2 separate regions of the Mus musculus genome follow, and region 1 is linked to region 2. A link is a contact called in public ChIA-PET data. All regions are on one chromosome and are shown on one strand. Each heading gives the region's core, a stretch centred on a gene start, on an enhancer-like site or on the middle of the called end of the contact. The rest is flanking DNA. Distances are from core to core; before and after follow the strand shown.

What was found. ChIA-PET counts read pairs in DNA pulled down with a chosen protein or histone mark.
Region 1: an SMC1A ChIA-PET map of the G1E-ER4 cell line shows a contact between it and region 2, with 9 read pairs. The contact joins two enhancer-like sites. A contact is called at or near these places in 1 of 15 datasets of contacts at CTCF or cohesin (the G1E-ER4 cell line) and 2 of 9 other capture datasets (adipose tissue and pancreatic islet).

What each region holds. Positions count from the first base shown.
Region 1 is chr10:11,322,141-11,326,306 of GRCm38.p6, forward strand. No RefSeq gene overlaps it. Among named protein-coding and RNA genes, the nearest start is that of Gm25979, 6.4 kb to the right of the region's middle. Within about 2 kb of position 1,566, at least 28 of the 459 cell types and tissues checked have an H3K27ac peak or open chromatin away from gene starts, as enhancers often do. A contact at or near this core is called in the G1E-ER4 cell line, where this site is marked.
Region 2 is chr10:11,207,435-11,211,936 of GRCm38.p6, forward strand. The region is part of intron 28 of Shprh (SNF2 histone linker PHD RING helicase); the gene reads left to right. Among named protein-coding and RNA genes, the nearest start is that of Shprh, 60 kb to the left of the region's middle. Within about 2 kb of position 1,392, at least 3 of the 459 cell types and tissues checked have an H3K27ac peak or open chromatin away from gene starts, as enhancers often do. A contact at or near this core is called in the G1E-ER4 cell line, where this site is marked.

The DNA of each region.
Region 1 (4,166 bases), core at 316-2,815, 110 kb after region 2:
AAAAGCTCAAAACAAAACAAAGACTTTTGACATAAGTTATAGGCAGATCTACTGCATGGAATTAACTGTTCAGTTCTAAGCGTCTATGCCCTAAGTTACTGCCCTGTTTCCAGTTACTGTAAATAACACACTGGCTCTCTGCATGCATCTCACCCTGGAGGACTCAAATTCACTAAAAAGTAGTTGGTTATTTTTTGCTTAAGAATGAAAAATGACTGCATACCATTTATTTCTGCACAACCTGCCTAGAGTGAACTGTTTGAAAACTTCCTTGTGTGCTTACTGTAGTAAATTGGGAACACATGGGCACGCGGCTTGCATTTAAACTTTATCAGGAAATTCAGGCTAATGAGCTTATCAATATACCAGAACAAAGATGAAACCTTTCACTTGGGCCACATGAGATAAGATAAAGAAAGGCACTCCCGAGAGTGTGGCGGTAGTGTCTGTATTCATCTGCCACCTGACCACTGTATACATGTGCAAGGGGTGAAGGGTTAGAAAAAGCTTGACCATGCCTGGAGCTTCAGTTCAGCACGACCTCGCGGCCTGATGCCCAGCCACTTGAATTTCTATTGGTCTGTCTTTTTAGTCTATCGAACTTTTAGCCTCTCTGTTCATCCTGATCATTTCTATACTGTCTCCATGTTATATATTATATTAACATTACGTACCAAGTGTTTTATGATTGTAAAGTGATTTGAGGAGAGTTTAGTCTAAATTTTTCATTGAAAATTTCCTGATAGTAAAAAGCTATGTTCTCTTGCATGAATGATATATAATCATTAAAATTAAGAAACTGGTCATAAATACAATAATCAATAGTCCTTTTTCACTTTTGCTAGTAGGTCCAGGAATGTCCTTTAGTCCACCCTTCTTTTTCCCCTGGTTCAGGGTCCAATTTAGGGTCATGAACTTCATTTTTGTCAAGCCTTTTTCCCCTTTATGTTGGAAGACTCCTTTGGCCTTTGTCTGTCATGGTATTGAATTTCTGAAAGGTATAGATCAATTAATTGTAAAGTAAGTCTCAATTTGTCTCCACGCATCCTAATGAGATGCAGATCAGTTTGGGTAGGCCGTGCATGTAGTCACTAGTGTTCTTTGAGGAAGTGTGGCTTGGCCTATGAGGGAGTATGGCTGGAGGGTTCTGTCAGTGGTAACTGCATTGGATTATAGCAGGAAAGGCAGTCAGATGCGTATTTTCCATGACTTTGGTTGAGTGACCCTCAATAAAAAGTTGGGCACAGAAAGAGCAATGGAAGGTGAAGGAGATAAGAACTGAGTTACACTTTGTGGCAGAAGGGCAGAGAAGAGACCAGAGGCTGCCAGCCTTTCAGCAGTTAGGGTTGCTGGGGCACCATCACCACTCTTAGACCCAATAGAACCTACTTTGGCTCTTTGAAAGGTCTGCCTGTGATGCTGCCTCTGTTTTATATAGAGCTCTACTGTTCCTCTGCCTTCTCCAGTGAGATATGAGCTAAAAGATGCAGGCATGGCTTATAGGATGTGATAATGTAACTGAGCTGATCTACTACTACCCACTGACTACTAGGCTCCAGGGAGGCTGTGTGCCTAAAAGATAAACCAACACATGAGTGAGGAAACTCCCTGCTGAGCATATGGCTCGAGCTGCAGCTAAATGTGCACTTCCTGTTTTAGGTGGGTGTGAGTTGGAAAGAAGGCAGTCTCAAAACCTATAGTACTACCTCAGCACAAATACTACTTCTTAGAATGTCTTCTTAAAAAGAGCGGGGCTTAAAATGCTATTTAAATATGGAACTGTTGCCTCCAAAGAGTAGCAGAAAATACTCTACACAAAGCACTCTGTGTCTATATTGTCCATGGAAACAAAATACTAGGTCTGTCTCTCTCTTATTTCCTTCCTTCCTCTCTTCCTCCTTTCCTATTTCCCTCTCTTCTTCCCTCTGTGCCTCCCTCCTTCTTTCCTTCCCCCCTTCCAACTTTTGATACAGGCTCTTATGTAACTCAGGTGGGCCTTGAGTTCAGTATGTGCCACCATGGATATCCCTGAACTTCCTCTAGTTCTGGAATTACAGGAATTCATAACAGTGTGCAGTTTCTGTGGTGTGGGGTACGGAAGCCAGATATATGCAGTAGGTAACGGCGGTCCAGCTGAGCTGCATCCTCAGGAGGCTTATGTTCTTGAAGAAATTACTCTTCTTACTAATAGGCTATGCATGTTACTATGTTATGCATGTGACTGTTAGGTGTCTCTTGAATTGAACTCTTGATGTTATCCTGCAGTCCTTCAGTTAAGGAGGAAAAGCATTAATGTTGAGGGGACTGTATCTCTGTTAATCCTTCAGTTTTAGGAAACTCAGTTAACAGATGAAAACAAATAATAAACTTTCATGTGAGTCTGTTTCCTAATATAGCAGACAGTGCGGCTGGAAGGCATTGTGGATTTGGTCTAATGCTACTTATGTTAATCACGTCCCCCAAATTACACAGGAACCTTCACATCTGCATGTAGGGGCTGAGGGACCCTGCCCCCCAGTTAGTTTTGATTGGTAAATAAAGTTGCCAGAGGCCAATGGCTGGGCAGGGAGACAAAGCGTCGAGGGAACTTTAGGATTCCTGGGCAAGGGACTCAAGAAAAGGCAGGAAGGGAGAGCTGCCTTGCCATGACAGCAGTAAAGGGCAAGCCTGAGAGGCGCAGAGGAGAGAGCATCAATAACGAGAGAGCTGAGGAGAGAGCATCAATAACGAGAGAGCTGAGGAGGGCTGCAGGGCTGGAGCTGGGGCAGCAAAGATGGAATGGAGATTGTATGTAGTAAGTAATAACTCAGGAATATTGGAGGGGAGTGTGCTAGCTTCGTGGAGCTTAAGAAGTAAGCTGTCTAAGGCATATTAAAATATAAGGCTATGTGGGGTGTGTGTGTGTGTGTTTCATTCTGTCATTCTGTAACCCAGAAAATTGGGGCAGGTAGCCACTGCAGAGTTGATTAGAGAAGAGAGGAATTGGCAACTACAACAGGAACTCAGGAGTCTGCCTCTTGTAACCTGTAGTCTAAGTTCTTTCTTTGAACGTCTAGCCATAATACTAACTAAGTACATTAAATTGACTATTAAAGGCACTGATGTGTTGAAATGAAATTGTGTATTTACATATTTTGTGGAAACATTTCTAGTCACATTTATAGAATCATTTGCCACCACACCTCAAACATGTAAAATTAATTAAACTGTGAGGCTGTTAGATTCAGGTGTGTTAGTGGCCCTGAAGTGATTGTGTCAGAGTTGATGTTGATGTAGCTATGTTAGAATTCATGAACAGTTATCTGATAGTTAAACATTTTGAAATAAATTAACCATATTCTCAGAGGGAGAATAAATCATATTTTCTAATAAGAAAACATATTTGCCCTACAAAGGTATTTACTTTCTAAAAGCCATTTCATTTACTTAGCACCTAATACGTTTGGTAACTTTAGGAGATCATGGAGTGTGTGTTAGTCCTGTGAGAGACCAGATCTTGGGTTCAGACTCCACCGTTGAGAACCTGACCTAAGGTTGAACTTGAGTTAACTAACAGGTTGGTATCTAGCAAGTTTCCAGGTTACCCCACCAACAAGACCTGCAGGTAGCACCAGTTTCCAGGTTAACCTCCCCAGCCCCCCAACAAAACTTGAGTCTAGTACCAGTTTCCAGGTTATTCTCTAAGAAATCTGTAGCTCTAGGTGACAAGCCTGCTCCTGACACTTCGCTTCCTAACAACCATCAATCAGGAGGAAAACAGAAATGAAGTTTATGGTTTGGCTCCCAGCTCAGCCAGTTATGTTAAAGGCTACAGTAGCCCCCAGTTAGATGCTTGCCAGGCTAGAAACAACCCTTGCTTGCCATTTCCCATAAAACCTCGTCCTGATGAGAGTTCAGAGCTCCTTTACCAAGCCGTCCTGTGGGTCGGTAGAGAGCAGGCCTAAGTCAAGTTTGTAAATAAAGACCCTGTGTGATTGATTACACCGGAATTGGCTCCTGGCTGGTCTTTAAATAAAGACCCTGTGTGATTGCACCGGAATTGGCTCCTGGTTGGTCTTCTGGGCTTCACAAATGCCTCTTGGTGCACTTGCATGACTGATAATATGTGCCAGGTAAACTTGAGGGTGTATAGACACACATACTCCTGAAAGCAATGTGGCAATAGA
Region 2 (4,502 bases), core at 142-2,641:
TTTTTGGTTTTGCTTTTTGTTCTTTGGGGGATTTGTTTGTTTGGTTGGCTGGTGTTTTTACATCCTGGACTGTTTGAGGAAAGGGTCTATATTTAAATATAAGATTGATTTATGATTCTTTTACCTCATACATAGTCTGAAAATAATTTTATATATTATATTTAGTATGTATTTTAACTATAGCCCATCACATTTCCACGTTGTTACATGTCTGCATGTTCTGTGGCACGTGCACCCACACAGTGAATGACCCAAGAAGTCTGTGTAGTTAAAAATAGTTTGATTTAGTGCAGTATCTGAACCAATAGTCATTTTTATGTGATAGGTACTTTCTTTATTCAAATACCAGATTGTATCTGTAACTCAGTTTCTTACTTATTTTTTTAGGAGTATTAGAGGCCTTGAATGTTTGAAGACATACAGATACACAAGCACACATGACCACACACTAAGTACTTACTTAGTCTTACTGAGCATCTAAACTGTGTCAGACATTATGCTACGTACTGGAGATTCCAATCATACGACAATCCCATCTAGAAGCATACATAAAAGGCCATTGTGTAGTACAAGTACAAGATAATTTAAAGTTTTATGAACAAACACAATATGCTAATGTGTGTCCTGAAGAAACACATTAGGCTGAAGGATTGATTATTTTAAAGTTAGGCTAGAAAACAAGTGTGGAAGAGTTGCATATGTAGAATTAAAGGGCAGATAAGCTGACATTTCCTAGGGTTGTGAACAGTTTGGAACTGCTGAGGTAAAACATGAGAAGCAGTAAATGAAGTCTTACATGCCAGAGTCGGAAATATGGATTATTGATAAACTTCAGTGATTAACTGGCCTCTGATACACTGCATCTGACTTTGGTTTTTTAAATGTGTGTGATAGGCTAGAGACTGAGCTTAGTGGTTAAGAGCACTTGGTTGCTCTTCCAGAGTTCCTCCTGAGTTCAATTCCCAGTGCCACATGGTGGTTTACAGCAATCTATAAAGGGATCTGATGCCCTCTTCTGGCATACAGGTGTGCATGCAGCAGAGCACTCATACACAACTTAAGTAAACAAACAAGTAAACATGTGAGTGCTAAGGATCAAACTCAGGTTGTTGGTTGACGTTTACTTTTACTAGTTGAGCCATCTTGCCCACCCCCAACACTGACCTCTTGTTATACCAGCTTTTTCTTAAAACATAGGTGGACTTGTCTTAGACTTAGAAGGCTAAGGCCATTAAGGCTGTTGCTTCCCAGTATATAGCCTTTCTTTTCTTCTTCAAGAGACTATCTTAGTGTTTGTATTGTTCTCCAGTGACAGTCTAGCCTCCTCCTTCAGAGTGCCTTATCATTCCATTATCACTTACGTAGTTGGTGTTTATCAGTCTCCACATGCTTCCTTCAGTGGTCTTTTGCTGGGTACTTTCTGTGTGCCATGTGTAGTTTTAAGCATTTGAGATAACCTTATGCAACTTCTAATCTAGTTGTATGCAGGATAATGTATCAAAAGTTAGTATGCAATAGATTGAGGAAGTAAAGAGTATATTGTGTTAGGACCAAACCTCAAGCTGGTGGGATAGTAAAGAACACAGATGACTTGGAAGCCAGCCACACTGAGAAGGTAACATCTAAGCAAAGCATGAAAGAGACTGGAACTATAATCATACTAATATCTTAAGAAAGAATGACTAAGCACACAATAACAATCAGTGTGACATCTGTAAGTCAAGAGTGTTCCTGGGTTTTTGTTTTATTATGTTTTTTTAAAAAGGATCCTTTAGGACAGTTTGGTAATCTTTATGCTGTTATATCGTATTTAGACTCATCCTTAAATCCTAACATGGTGGATGTCTCAGCAAAATCACATCATCTAGTAAGTGCAGATACTTCAGGTGTGAGTGAAAGTAAAAACAAACAAACAAACAATCAAAGAAACAACACCAGAGACTTCTTTTGATGTGTATGTAGAGTAGATTTGGAGATCTGATTTATAGACTAAGCATACTTCTTTGGAATTTTTGTATTTAAGAAACAAAACTGTGTATAATATACTGGAATTCATGTAAAAACAAATTTCCATCAACTTAAATCACTCTTTACCATTAAAATTATTTTTAAAATTGTATACCCATGTAAATCTTAATTACACGATTTAATAATAAAGAGCTATACTTGTTAACATGCTAAAAAGAAAGAAAAAGAGGATCCACAGATGCTACACTGAAATCGGTAGGAAAGAAACTCAGTGGGGCTTGGGAATCATACTGGGCCTTAATTGGGAAGCTGTGAGCAGAGGAAGGACACATCTCACTTCAGCCTTGAAACAATCATTCTGAGTACTGTGTGCAGGCTAGGGAGTAAGGGGAGCAGGGAGGCCATGTAGTCCTGATGACAGTAGGAGGCAGCTTGTATGGTAATGGCAGTGCACCCAGTGAGAAGTTTTGAGGCTCTCGGTTTATTCTGGAGTAGAACTGACAGTGTTTGTAGGCATAGTGGTTAGTGGGTGAGCAACACTGTGGGCTTTGGCCTAGACAGCTGAGAGGATAGAAAGCCTTTGGCTGAGTGGAGGAAGACTATGAGATAGAACAGGTTCAGTGGCAAGAACAAAGGTCTGCTTTAGATATGTTTGAGATTTTATTAGCTATCCAAGATATGTATGTTCAGAGACAGGGAGAGAAGCCAGGGCTAGAGGCACACACTTAGACATCAGGAGCATGTGATGGTATTTTTGAGTTATGAGCATGAATGGAATTATAAAGGAGAGAAAAAATAGTGATGGGCCATGAACTAAATAAATTCTGGCACAAGTAAGCTACAAAGCCCTGGGAAAAGAAAAGACACCTACATGCTTAGCTGTTACCTGCTGCTAAATATGTCAAAATATGTTAAAATGTCAAAATAGAAATCTTCCTATTAGAGTTTTGACCATTAATTTTATTTTATCAAAAGCAGTTTAAATGGAGCAGTATAGGCAACTACTTATAAGGATTTTTTGTTCAACTCTAGTTCAACAAACACAAATAGGATTACATAGCTTGTGTAGTGACACGGCTAGGTAAACAGTGGCAGGTGCACCCCTGCTACCTGCCTGTCCCTGCTTTAACCATGGCTCCCTACTCTTACTGTGCAGCCCATAGGAATAGGATTTTGAGAGATTTTTATTGCAGAGTAAAAGAAGAAGAGAATAAATTTAAGAATTATTTTCTTTTTTAAATTAAAATATTAATTAGAGAATGATTCTTTTAGAAATAGAAAAACTAGGAAAATATGGAAGAAGTGTGCTGAACATTTTCCATGCCTGGGCAAGAGGATACGGGACCTAACACTGATTGTTTTCAAGCGAGAAGAGTGTGGCTCTGGTAATGGTTAAGAGAGCATAGCATAGGGGCTGGTGAGATGGCTCAGTGGGTAAGAGCACCCGACTGCTCTTCCGAAGGTCAGGAGTTCAAATCCCAGCAACCACATGGTGGCTCACAACCATCCGTAACGAGATCTGATTCTCTCTTCTGGAGTGTCTGAAGACAGCTACAGTGTACTTACATATAATAAATAAATAAATCTTTAAAAAAAAAAAGAGAGCATAGCATAGTGTTTGTCCCTTTATTACAGTGGAAGAGTGTCTTTTTTTAATCCCACTTGTCCTAAATCCCACCTCTTTTCATATTCTCAAGAGGCTTCATCTTGAAAAATATCACATAAATATGTCTGAGTGTTAATCATTTTTAAAGTGACACTCCTTTATAGTCTACCTCCACCCGCTTGATGTCCTCTTCTGTCAGCCTTTCTATTTTGGTGGCTGCCCCTGAGTGTACCACTGAAATGAGGCTTAGAGTTTAACTGGTGCCTACTTCTTGCTGTGGTCTAGTGGTTCCTTTTATCTACTCTCCCTAGTTGCTAGTTTACCCAGTGCCATGACATTAAGTAGTATGAGTGGGTGGACGACCTTCATGGGAGTATCCTTGCGCCTCGATAATACCAGCTTTATATATCTAGCTATTATCTGTACATGTATCTAGGAACTTTATATTTCCCCTATTTCCCCTAGGATATCGACTAGATAGCTTAAGTTTGACACAGGTAGAGCAAAACTACATCTGTGCTACTCTAAGCCAGCCCAAGCTTTCCTCATATTTTAATGTGTCTTTTGTCATCTATACTTGCTCAGACAGGAATCTAGGACTTTTCTGTATCTTATATTCAAATTATTTTAGTCTTGATTCTTGTATTTCAAAGATATTCCTCATTTTTTGACTAATTCTTATCCCGCTGACACAAAAGCACAATCCATCTCCTCTTGCCAGGATGACCTCAAATTATATCTCTTCTCTTCCTCCATAGCAGCCAAAGCATTTCCAAAGTACAGTCTAGTGTAAATCAAAATATGTATAACTACTAGAGCACATTTCTTTATAACTACAAAATCCAGTTCCTGGTTAGATCCTGCAGGACTACCGTTTATGATCTGAACCCTGCCCGCCCGTAACCTCATGTTGACCTGTTGCGTTTAT